Linked DNA regions of Gossypium hirsutum: region 2 is linked to region 1. A link is a contact called in public Hi-C data. All regions are on one chromosome and are shown on one strand. Each heading gives the region's core, a stretch centred on a gene start, on an enhancer-like site or on the middle of the called end of the contact. The rest is flanking DNA. Distances are from core to core; before and after follow the strand shown.

Region 1 (6,836 bases), core at 3,256-5,755:
GATTCATATGTAACCTCTCTAACTAATCCATGAATAGTGAAAATTATACTTTTACCCATTTCTCGATAAAAATGAAAATTTTACAATTTAGTCTTTATACTTTACAATATTTCTAATTTAGTACCAAAAGTGATTTTCATCTCGTGACTAAATAATCCAACTTATACTTATGCCAATTCATCACTAATAATTCTTTTTTCTCATTTTGGTCAAATTTTCACTTTACTCCTTAAATTTTTCAAAATTCATGATTTGATCCTTTCCTCATGTTTTCACTTCTAAAATTTTTTCATAAATTCTCATATTTAAAATCACTTTATTTTCATAAAAATTCTTTTAATTGGCTCATTTTTTAATTTTCTCAAAAATTTAACATATTCACTAATAGTGCCACATGTCTAATTAGAAAATTTTGAGATAGTACATATCTACTTGATTTTAGTGAGAATTCAAGGTGGGTTGAAGAAATTTGAGGTTGATCGCCAATATACCCTTGGAGCTAGAAAAATGAAGAAATTAGTCCAAAAGTGATTTTCGTTGTACTAGTTCATATTCCAAGTCATTCTCATGTTAAATAATCAAAATTACCTCATATTTCTCAATTTGGTGGAATTACATTTTAGTTCTCTAACTTTTTAAAATTTAAGATTTGGTTCTTTATCCACATTTACACATTGACAATTTCTATATTGATTTTCATTTCCAATATAAATTTAATTCCTTATGAATTCTCTTTATCTTACTCATTTCCATATTTCTTTAAAAATTCACTAGACACGATCACGGAACAATATCAAATGTAGGAAATTTTGGGGCGTTACATGTTTCTCAACCAATAATTGGTTTGTTTCCTACTTCACAACCTGTTAGAGCTACTAGGATTGCAACCTCTAGCAACTCTGGAATCGCGGAGAAAGGAAATGAGGTGTTAGGGTCTATCTTTAGCTCTCATTATCTGTACATGAAGTTTTTCAGCTAGCGAGATAAACTTACCACGGATGATTTTCCATTGAACCCCGAGGAGACCATGTCTCGCTTGATCGCCAGTATACCCGTGGAGCTAAAGGATGTCCGTGCTCCATATCTGCCCATAAATCTAATGGGTTCGTAGCCAACTGTTTGAGAGAAAGTGTGCTAACCTTTATGAAGCTGGCTAAGATCTGGTTGCATTGTCAGACAAAGGCTAAAGACTTGCTGCATGAAAGTAATGCGTTTAAGGCTTGTGGAGGAGTTGAAGCATATTTTGATTCCATGAACACCTCCAGCGAAGCACAGGAGAAATTTAGAGAGCAATTTCACGATAAAGTAATTCTTCCTCCTGCTACTCTGCAAGTTGAATTAGGAGAAGTATCGATGCTGAGGATGAAGGATTTTCATCCAACTAGGGTGTAATTGAGCTAAGCAGAGCCTGAATACTGTCAAGCTCTAACTCGATCGAATATCTATTTTTAAGTTCCAGCTTCACTCGAGATATAATTGAGTTACTTAAGTTTGAGCTTAATTAAGCTCATTTACCACTTTTTGTATTAAAATAGTTAACTAATGGAGTTAATTGTCCGTCAATTGTTTGAACTAACTAGAAACATTATAAAAATAAAGAACCAAGTTACATTAAACTTGAGTCTAATGACTAAATTTTAAATTTAAGTATACTAGAAGGACCAAAACTCCGAGAAAAAGCTATGTTCAAATGTTCTGGTCCCTGCTCTCAATGGATAATTTTTAAATTTCCTTTTAAAATCATAATTATCTCGGAATTATAAATATAATTAAATTGTGTCATATTTGGATGAAAAATAAAATTATGTAACAACTATATTTATAAAAAATTAATATAAAAAATAAATGAGGTTCTAGTTGAAATGGAAAAATAGAGATGTTAAAAGCTATGTGTGTATTTTCTATTTTTATATAAAAGATATAAAGAGATAAAAATATCTTTAAAATTATATGGTACGTTTTGTAAAATAATGATATTTTAATCGTTATTCAATTGAGTTGGTGTTTAATAAATTATAATTAAATAAACTATCAAATTAAGAATGCAATAAACGATAAATACACTAAATTTATATTCGGTGAGACTTAAATTAATAATATCAACGAAATCTTTTATCATTATATTAACAACTTAGTATAACGAAATTGATAATATAAGGGGGGGAAAAAACATTCCAAGAAACTCTTTTTGGGTTTTTTTAGTACATGGATGAAATTTGAGGCATTTATATTGAAAATGTTGCGAAAATGAGTGTCGACCAGCAGAGTTAATGGAGTTATTCATGTCCCATATATATACATATTTAACGTGGGATTGTAATAGTTAAACATGAAAAACACGGCTCACTTGGTCTAACTTCAGAAGTATTTGGTGCATGATATGTCGGTATGGGCCTCGAACTTGGAAGTTCCGGCAACGGTGCCTCAAAGTTAAGAACCTGAATAGCTTGCCTTATTGACGGTCTTGAACTCGGGTCAGGATGAACACACCGCAATCCGACGATCAACAAGAATTCGATCTGTTTATAGTCGAACTCCATGCATAGTTTCTGGTCCACAACATCAAGCAGCCTTTGGTTTCCATATGAATCCCACACCCAGGCCACCAACGATGCCTTGGACTCTTCATATTCAGGCTCTATTGATCGTCTACCACACGCGATTTCCAGTGCCACAATGCCAAAGCTATAGACATCTGATTCCTTACTAACTTTTCCCGAAGAAATGCACTCCGGTGCCATATAACCGATGGTTCCAGCTAATCGAGTAGTTTGCGAACCTTTTGCATGATCAACTAGCCTAGCTAACCCGAAATCCCCGAGTTTAGCATTGAAATTTGAATCCAACATGATGTTGCTGGCTTTGATATCCCTATGTAGCACGCAATGATCGCCTTCTTCGTGTAGATACAATAGAGCCGACGCCAAGTCCTGCACGATTTTGCATCTCACTTCCCAGTTCAGTAAGCTTTTGCCTTTGAAAAGATGGGAATCTAGGCTACCATTAGCCATGAACTCGTAAACGAGTAGGAGCTCGCGTTTTTCGTGACACCAGCCAATAAGCTTGACCAGATTTTTGTGTCTCAATCGGCTAATGATCTTCACTTCGGATGCATATTCCTTGATTCCTTGTTTAGAGGCCTTTGAAATCCTTTTAACAGCAACATGGGTATCCAAGTCCCTCAAGTACCCTCTATAAACTGCACCAAAACCTCCCTCTCCTAGCTTTTCACCTTTGAACATATTTGTCACTTTTGCTAATTCTTCCAGGGAAAATTTCCTCGGCGCCGCTCCATGTCGAAAGTCACTGTTGTGAAAGAACATATCCGATACGTGATCGTGATCGTCTACATTGGTGTCGTCCTCTCGTCTTAATCTCCTTAAAAAGAACCCCAAGAACACACCTAGGCCAAAAATCAAAGCACAAGCTCCAACAATTAACCCCACCACTAACAAACCTAGGCCAAGAATCAAACCAGAAGCTCCAACAATTAACCCCACCACTAATCCTCTAATGTTTTTCCTCCTTTTCGGGTGTTCTGAAGGAAAGGAATGTGGTGCAGGAGCAGCGCTTGGAGAGATTGCTCCGATGATTACATGATTGTCATGGTCTCCATTGGCGTTGTCCTTGTTTCTTTTTCTCCTTGAGCAGAAGCAACATCCCAAACATAGGACAACAATCAAAGCACAAGCTCCGACAATTAACCCCACCACTAGTCCCATCAGGTCATTCGGATCAAAGGAATCTGGTTCAGCAGCAGGGTTTGGCGAGATCGCTCCGATGAGTGACAAATTCTCTGGATGCTTAGCTGGAGGGTCATAGTTACAAACAATAAAAGTTCCCCCGTTATTACATCTCACTTTTGCACATCCGAGACGAATTGAATATTTCCAAATCACTTGAGTATAATAGGCACAGTCATAGCCTGGACTACAGCTATTTGATTCAAAGTCATAGTAGTGCTTCTCATCAATCCACATTTTTACAGCATCGGATCCAGAAAGATCATTCTTGCTCCATGCAAGATTCTCACCGTAAGGCCCTCTAGACTCCACAAGCTCACACTGCGATATCCTCTGTTTGGCATGGTCTGCTGCGTACCTTGCCACCACATCGTCCCAAGTGAGGGGGCGAACACCGACTGCTGCACGAGCTGCGTTGTGTACATTCAAGTAGTCTTGAGGTGATGAACCATCTGCTGTGGAACTAGGGCTCGGTGCAGCTGCCACCGTGACGTTGGATCGGTTCGAACCTGGTTGATTGGCTCCCAGGGAACCATGTGTTTCCATACAGCCCAACAGAGCCAAGACGAACAAACAAATTGTTACCGAATTCTTGCATAATTTCATTTGCAAAAGAGGGATCAATTAAGCTCATCAAATTATCTATCACAAAAGTAAAGTTACAGTAAGACCCAGCAAAAAGTCCACAACACAGCTCAGCCTAACCAGTGGCTTATATTACGAGCAATACCATGGGGCATTCGTTACCTCATCTTTCACGATACCCAACAAAATCGCTAATTACAGCATGATATAATTAATTTTATCATTATATAATTGGTTCAATAATTTATACAAAAGATGTATAAAAAAAACACAAATTATATGAAAGAAATTATAAAAAATCAGCAATTCAATTATTTATACGCAGTAAATTAGTAGATGCTAGAATCAAATCAGATTAGTCGATTAAATCAAGTTGACTAGTGGCAAAAAATTGGATATAGATCAAATCAATAGTGATAAAAAAACCAAAAATTGAGATAAAAAATCAACGGTTGAATCAATTTATAAAATTTATACTAATTTTTAATTGTTTATTTTATTATTATTGAATTGACAATCGAACTAATTAAATTAAGCACGGATCGTCTAATCGATTCCACCACTAATTTTAAAGCTTTATAATTAAGTAAAAGCTAATAGTATATGTTTATTTATGTTTTAAGTTTTAATCCTTTACTTTTTCAGATTGTAAAATTAAAGTATAATCATTAACATAATTAAGATTATTTTATTCATTTGAATTCTATTATGTCCCTTTTTAGTTATATTTTTTTTTAAATGACACACCAATAAATTTAACAACCTTAAGAATTAAAATTAAATTTTGAAATATGAAAAACAAATAGAATAAATTTTAAAATATAAAAATATAAAAAATACACAAAGTTATAACATCTTTTTAACCTAATTTTTTGGGTCTAGAAATTCTGAAATTTCCAAGAAAGGAGGAGGAAGAGTGGAGGAGAGCAAGTCAAGCATCGCGGTCTTTACGCAACTAAGTAATAAATAATGTATGGCCTCTCTTTTGTTTGTTTTTTGAAGAAATGAAATTGGTGGACTAATCGGGCTAAGTTTGAAACACGTCTGATCTGACCCGTAATTGTATTCTACATGCGGAAGTTTCTTGGAAAAAAAGGCTAAATTTTATAAATATGTTGGAAAAAAAATTTATTTGGAAAATATATTGTTTTTTTAAATTTATCGATTTACGCTATTTTTAGAAAAAAAACATATCCTACTTTTCATTAAAAATATATAACTTAGTTTTTTTGTCTAGTGGTTAAATCTTAGTACTTTTATCTTTAAGTCTCAAGTTCAATTCTTCTCTTACTCACATTTATATTTTTTATTTCATGTTGTTTTATGTTTTTAATTAATATTTTTAACACATTAGTTCTTTTAGTTAGATAACTGTGATTTCATTCACAAGTCCTAAGTTTGATTCCATTTATAAGTATTTTAATATGTATTTTTTATTTCATGTTGTTTCAAGCTTTTTTTATTTTTAATTAATGTTTACAATTAATAAATATATTGTTTTCTTTTTTATTTTTAATTAATAACTCTTTTATTTATAAAATCAAATAATTATTGCAAATATCATTATTTTTAGTAAATATAATTTTATATGTCAAATATTTATTTTTTCTACCTATATTATGGGGTATGGTGAATTATAATATTATAAAATCAAATAAATATTACACATATTGTAACACCCCGAACCCGAGACCGTCACCGGAGTCGAACACGAGGTGTTAGCAGACTTTAACCACTTATAAAAAAAAATTTCTCAGACACTACCAATCTGCGTACTAGTTGCTTTAAAAATCATATCTTGAGTTTCACAACTTGAAAATCAGTTTCGTAATTTTTCCCTGAAACTTGACTCATATGCCCATCTACATAATTTTTTTCTAGAATTTTTGGTCAGGCCAATTAGTACAGTTTATTAGTCAAAGTCTCCCATGTTACAGGGATCGACTACACTGACCTTTGCGCATTACGACTTGGATATCTCCCTGCACAAGGCTTCAATACTGATGCCGTTTGTTTCTATAGAAACTAGACTCAGAGAGGAATCCATACATATATGGCATGACTCCTAATTATCTCTGGTTAATTTATAATGAATTTCCAAAGTCGGAACAGGGAATCCAGAAACCGTTCTGGCCCTTTCTCACGAGAACCTGAATATCTCTTAACATACTGTCCATATGATCATTTCGTTACTTTCCTATGAAAATAGATTCATCAAGGTTCGTTTACATAATTTATTCACTATTTAATTCCAATCCTACTATTTTTAGTGATTTTCCAAATCTACATCACTGCTTCTGCCAGCATCTGCCTTTAAGGTAGACTTTACCCATTTCATAGTTTCCATGATTCAACTAGCCCTTTTAGCATAAATAGCACAAATCATGATAGCGATTAACCATTCCATACCAAATGATTATAACATTATGCTCAAACATATATAAGCCATTTTCGCATGGCTATATACATTAACCAAAATATTCTTCCGCCACTAGTCTATTTTATACA
Region 2 (6,537 bases), core at 1,714-4,213, 220 kb before region 1:
GCTAAAACTTATGTCAACTATATCCATTTTTAACCCTTTAAAGACTTAGAAAAGAAAGAAATGGTACATATATGTATTAATGGCCATCACACTTAAAAAATCTCAATGCAATGCAGAGAATATGGTCTTCTACACTATCCGTCAATGATGGTCACCTGGAGATTAACAGAACAATATTTGGGCATAAATACTTCCCATAAGATTTTCAAAGCATATATTCTTGAATTTAGAGAAAAAAAAAATGGTAGATGGTCAAAGAACGAAAACAGTTGGTATGTTACATGAACTACCAAAATATGTATGTTTCACTGATTTTGAAGAATGGATTGTTTGAAACAAAATTGCCAATTGATCCTACAATAGCAAACGAGGAAGTGTCTTGAGATCGAACTACACCTTCTCAGAGAATCCAACCAGACAATGATATTTGTAAAATAAGCTTAACACACTTGTTAGTTTGACTCCATGTTGTTCGGACTTTTAATTTTTCTTGAAGTACCCCCCGTACCTAACACCTGACCAACACATAATATGGAGCTATGACCTTCAAGATCCTCCAAATACATGGAAACACTGACCATACCTGTGTCGGATACAGGTATCTATTTGACACTTGCACCTGAATATGAGTAAACATAGCCCCAAACTATGCTTTTCCTCTCTGTTTTCATAGTTTACCATTAGGGAATGAATCTAAATGGAAAGTTTGAAGCAGTGGAAAAAAAAATCAATAAACAGATCTGATTGTCATGTAGCTAAGTTAGCTATTTAGGAAAAGATGGAACAAACAAAGAAACAAAATGGAGAAAGCTTGAACCAACCCAGATCCAGATCAAACAAGGGTTTAATGCGCAACTTTTTGCATAAAATTAAAAACCCAGATCAGAGAATAATAAGATAGGATTAAAAGCAACCTTGTAAGAACCATCTGATTGGATCTGGCCTAGTCTTTGGATTTCTTCCTTGAGTCTCTCCACCTCCTCGTCTACATTCATTGTGCTTTCTTGGAAAAACAATGACAAAGACAACAATGATATATGCAAATATATGTTTTAGGATGTCTAGGTTTTTTTCTCTTATGAGGTTCTTGGGATCAATGTGTTATTTTATAGGAAACTTTCTTTGAGGTTATAAAGAAAAAAGGGTAATAAAAGTGAAATTAAAACAGACCACAGATCATTTGATTTATTATTTTCTTTTTGGGGGTAATTATGTACTCAGACCTTCTACTCTTTGGAGTTTTGAAATTTAGTTCATATACTTTTTTTTATTTAAAAATTTAAGGCCAAAGATTGTTGCTAAATTCGAATACGTGACTATTCACTATTTAAGGCTCTGCTTTAAAAATTAAAAATCAATTTATAATACATATTCAGGTTTAACAGTCCTTTAACTTTTAAGTCAGATAAGGATTAAATTTAAAATTTTGAAGAGTCAACTATTTGGGGATAAGAATTTGGTGATTGGCATATGTAAAGGGGTTCATCTCTTTGTGGTGGCCCAGCTCATGTGCAAACTGGAGTGGATTTTCTACGGATGCTCAACCAATAATGGCCGTCAGATCAAATGACTTTTATGAGTTTTTCTTGGGCTCTCAGCTACTGGCCCTTGATTTTAAAGTAGTTCCATTTTTTCAATATTGTTATTTAGGAGTCTGCATGAGCAGGGCCGAAGTAAATCTTGTTTAAGGGATCAAAATTAAATTGTATAATTTTACCATTTTAATAGTCATGTCTTTATAATTTTTAAAAGATTAAATTAAATTTTTATTATTTTTAGGAGAGGTAAAAGTGTAATTTTATCTTTAATTTAAAATTTTTAAAAATTTTAAATTAAAGATAAAATTTTTTATTTTAGGGGTTCGGGCCCTCCCTAGCCTTTGTGCATGAGTGGGTGTTGTCATCAACAGTACATATTGTTAGTAAAGTATTTTTTGTTCTTTTTTATAGTTTTATATACAATCTAAAAATATATACAGTTGAATTATTTTTAACATATTAATTTCATTTTAACCAATGACTTATTTGAGTTTTATATCGAATTTTCATAGTAGTATTGTTTTTATAATCTAATATATCATAGATAGGATTGGGACTTATAAGATTTTTGATTGAGTTGGTGTTATGAGTTTATCATTTAAATCGGACAGTTGGTAAAATCAATTAGGCTATTGATTCGTCGGTTGGTTTGATTGATTCAAGCGGTCTGATTAAAAAATTATTAAAAATTAAAAAATTTTGATTCAATTGATTTTTTGCTCGAGCCAACCGGTTTAAAATCCCTTTTCGAATTGATACCCAAGTTTGACTGGTTAGTTTCAAACAACATTGATTTATTGGGTGCCAATTTAGTTAGAAAAATATTAACATACACTTTGTTTTAAATGATAATCAATATCATTATAATGATATTGTCTTTTTTATATAATTTTTAAATAAAATAACTAAAAGCATTAAATATATATTTTCTTTGATCAATAAAATTTAAAAGAGAACATATTTATACATAGAATGTTTTATATCACCTCAGGGTGTGATATAATTTAATGTATAATTAAATATATGATTTTTTTTCTTTTTAGAATTTTTAAAAAATATTATTATTTGGTGGAAAACTAGCTCTTCAAAACTATCATTACGTCCATCTGTAAAGCTGAGAATTCATTATCAACAAAAAGGGGAAATTGTGGTTTTGGCGCCGATTTAGTCTTTATGTTGTAAATTTTATCTGTATACTATTAGTTTATTTAAATAAAAAAATTAATACAGAAATGTGTCAGAGTGTTTTAAGGAAAAATTGAATCATTATTCTAATCGGAAAAGTAGAAGAATTAAATCAAAATTCTGAGAATAGGGGGATCAAATTGTAAAGAAATTCAGTTTTCATTCGAAAGTTCAATAAAATTCCCTTTATAGAAAAACATTATGATTAAACGATGTGCCAATGATTAAACATTTGATACAACCGGCCGTAGTTTTATCATTACCCTTTAGCTGGCCCTTTTTATTTTTGTCCCAAACCCTAAATTCTACCATTCGATTTCGCCATTCCCTTAACTCAGTGAGTCAACTCGGTACTCACCACTCACAAATCCCCACCAGTTTTACTGAGTTGGTTGATCACTCGCTCATCGTGGCATAAAGCGTAAATATCATCATTCGTCAGGGCTTTTTCATTTTCCTTCTTCCCCCAATCTGCTCCTTCATCTTCTTCCCCATCCTTTCTCCAATAGCTTCACATTTTAATTAATAAGAAAAACATTTGTTTTCGTTATTAAGTTAAATAAGTTATTAAATTCTTTTAAACTGTAGTTTTGAAATTTTCCTCTTAGGGTTCTCTGATTTTTTTGGCTTCCAATTTTATATTTTTTTTAGTCAAAATTTGTGGGTATTTCGATGCGAAAGGAATGGCGAATTCGAATCACCACTCAACATCATTGTACGGTTCAGGTGCGATGAACATGCAACGAAACCCAGAAGAGGAGGAGGAGGACGTTCCCGGCGGAGGCGGCGGAGGAGGTGAAGAGTCGGTGGATAACCCTCAGATTGGATACCAAGAAAGCGGCGGCGGGGTTGTTACGGTTATGAATAATGGCATGGAAGAAGCTTCTCACGCCAATCTTTATGGTCAAGGATCCGATTTAACCGCCGTTCAGGGTAATTCAAGTGCTGATCAGCTCACCCTCTCGTTTCAAGGGGAAGTTTACGTCTTTGATTCCGTTTCACCTGACAAGGTTCGTTCTCTTTTTTTTTTTCATGTGTCCTTTTTCTAGTAGTGTTAATTTTAATATAGTTTTGAAGCTATTTATTTCCTTTAAATGTTTACTTTTCGAATCTGGGTTTAGGTTAATTGCATTAATTAATGATTCTAATTGTCAAGTTGTGAGAATTATTAAGTAGCGGCCAATTTTGTTTTACTTCTAATTTTGCTACAATTTTTTGTTTTGTTTTTTTGCATCTATGTTTTGGTTTACCTAGTCAATTAAATGTGGTGATGCCATTGCCTTTATCAAATGAAGACAGGGCTTCCCTTTTCACCTCAAAGTTTAGTTGTATCTGGTGGATATGCTCTGCATTTGTTCATTAACGATGTCCCATGTATCTACTTCCCATTAATTATTTTTGTTGCTTTTGATTGTCCCTTCTTATGTGTAAGAAGGCTTGTTCAAGACGGTTCTGTTCGGGTATATTCTAGTTGTCGTCATTGTTGTCCTTTTATTATGTAAGTTACATTCAGTTGCAGTTGTGTTGTGGCTGTTTAAACGTAACATTCTCAGTTAGTCTTACGCTTCTGGTCGTTTACATCTTTTGATTTCTTACTTTTCTCGGAGGGCACTTCTGTAAATTCAAGTGTATAGTTCAATATTAGGTGATTATGATATAAGACTGACATGTATTTTTTTTAAATTGATCGTTAAACATAATAATATGTTTAGATGTAAAATTGTTGTGGATGATTGAATTGTGCGCGCTATTATTGCTTGAAGTAACAACAAGAATGTGTACAGTTCAGTCTTAGATGATTATGATGCAAGACTGACATGGAATTTTTTTTGTTGATCGTCTAAACATAATTGAATGTTAGGCTGTGGTGGATAAATTGCAGTAGGTGATATTATGGCTTGCAGTTTCAGGTATAAAGAAGTGCTTGAATTTTTCAGGTACAGGCAGTTTTGTTACTTCTAGGTGGATATGAAATCCCTTCGGGCATTCCTGCATTGGCTGCAACTCCTATTGCTCAAAGGGTATGCATTAGATGAATCATCTTAGTCATCTTGTGACTGATTCTTTAAGGAAGATTTGTTTTGTTTATACTTTTTCACTCCATTTATTACAATTCCCCTAGGGCATGGGTGACTTTCCTGGGAGGTCAATTCAACCCCATAGAGCTGCTTCTGATTCTTTAGGGAAGATTTGTTTTGTTTATACTTTTTCACTTCTTTTATTACAATTCCCCTAGGGCATGGGTGACTTTCCTGGGAGGTCAATTCAACCCCATAGAGCAGCTTCTTTAAACCGATTTCGGGAGAAGAGAAAAGAGCGGTGCTTTGATAAGAAAATCCGCTATACTGTGCGGAAAGAAGTGGCTCTCCGGTATTCCAATTATCATATTTTCCCCCCACCTTCTTTCTTCAAATGGAACTTGTTCATGCCACTTTCTTTCTAACACTCTATTTATGATTTGTTAGGATGCAGCGTAAGAAGGGCCAGTTCACATCAGCCAAGGCAATTTCTGATGAAGTAGCTTCGGCTTCTTCAGGCTGGAGTGGAACACCAGGCTCTGGACAAGATGAGAGCATGCAAGAAACTTTGTGAGTAGTCCTTTCTATGATCAAATAGCTTTCTAACAATTGATCATTGGATCGGTATTACACATCACTAAAAGATGTTAGTTTAGCTTGTCCTCTAGCTATTATATTTTTTGTGCCAATAAAAGGGATTTCTGTAGGTTCTCTTCTTTATTGTTTAGTTTTCCTGTGTAGATGCTCACACTGTGGAATCAGTTCTAAGAAAACTCCTATGATGCGTCGAGGTCCTGCTGGTCCTAGGACACTTTGCAATGCATGTGGACTCAAGTGGGCAAATAAGGTTTGTTAAAATAGGAAAAAGTTTTTTATAAGTCTATTCCTTGTGTCAATGCATGCGAGCTCAAGATCTTACTATGAGATGATTGACAATTCTCTTAACACTTTTGTTAATAATATATTCTTCATAATTTGAATTATATTTAATCACTCAAGACTATGATTAATCATTGTGATTTGTTAGAAAGGCATATCAATATGACCTATTATCATAAGCTTATTTTATTTTGTCCAAGTGTTTGAATTGCTTATTTTTCTTGTATGAATGGAATACAAGAGAAGGTGCTAGTTAGATTAACAGTAGAACCTTTTTTTGTTAATTTCTTGACTTTGATCACAGACATTGCCGGCACTTATCTCTTCGCACGTCAGTTTCTTGATTAGAGTTGAAAAACTTGCCTCCAATCTTGCTTCAACCTTATGCTTCAAATTTACAGTAAATTTCGAAATTGGGGAACAACATTATAGATTGTGCTTGAGTACCAAACGTAGTACTTAACTTGTAGCTCGTAGGAAAAGATGTTCTTCAACAATCGCACGTAATTCTTTAGTTATTCACTTGGGAAATTGAATTGTGATTATCAGGGTGTTTTGAGAGACCTTTCGAAGGTCTCCATGGTAGCAATCCAGGATCCAACTGTGAAGACTACAGAACAGGTATTGCTAATTCAGAACAATATCCATCATAGTTATTCATTGCTTGTTTTCATTAGAGTTACATCCTAACCATTCTACAAATCTCACAACTTTTTATTACAACATGGCGTGTGTTTTATCAGAGTGATGCTGAAGCTAATGAATCGGAGGCTGTAACTGGGACTGCAGTTGTTGTATCTTCATCGAACAGAGATAACTCTGGTGTGACTTCCGAAAGATGAGTAATACGGTGAGTGCAATGTTACTTTGGTGTTTCAAGGCAGATGTCAAACTTTGTTGTAATAATCCGAGATGGT

The links. A called contact is a pair of places that touch in the nucleus more often than the background predicts.
Region 2: a contact with region 1 is called in a Hi-C map of leaf, with 2.1 times the contacts expected there. The contact joins the promoter of LOC107919429 here to the promoter of LOC121225717 in region 1. A contact is called at or near these places in 3 of 34 Hi-C or Micro-C datasets (hypocotyl and leaf).

Annotation. Positions count from the first base shown.
Region 1 is chrD13:6,063,459-6,070,294 of Gossypium_hirsutum_v2.1, reverse strand. LOC121225717 (L-type lectin-domain containing receptor kinase IX.1) reads right to left here and starts at 4,505. Exons shown (of 1, transcript XM_041110137.1): 1 at 2,207-4,505. The coding sequence starts at 4,349. The coding sequence ends at 2,304.
Region 2 is chrD13:6,279,500-6,286,036 of Gossypium_hirsutum_v2.1, reverse strand. LOC107919429 (GATA transcription factor 28) reads left to right here and starts at 2,963. Exons shown (of 7, transcript XM_041110143.1): 1 at 2,963-3,733; 2 at 4,661-4,744; 3 at 4,960-5,093; 4 at 5,189-5,311; 5 at 5,483-5,588; 6 at 6,170-6,241; 7 at 6,364-6,537. The coding sequence starts at 3,407. The coding sequence ends at 6,462. It overlaps LOC107919848 (KH domain-containing protein HEN4), which reads left to right. Exons shown (of 7, transcript XM_041110142.1): 7 at 3,450-3,598. The coding sequence ends at 3,458. It overlaps LOC107919850 (costars family protein), which reads right to left and starts at 1,178. Exons shown (of 2, transcript XM_016849242.2): 1 at 915-1,178. The coding sequence starts at 995.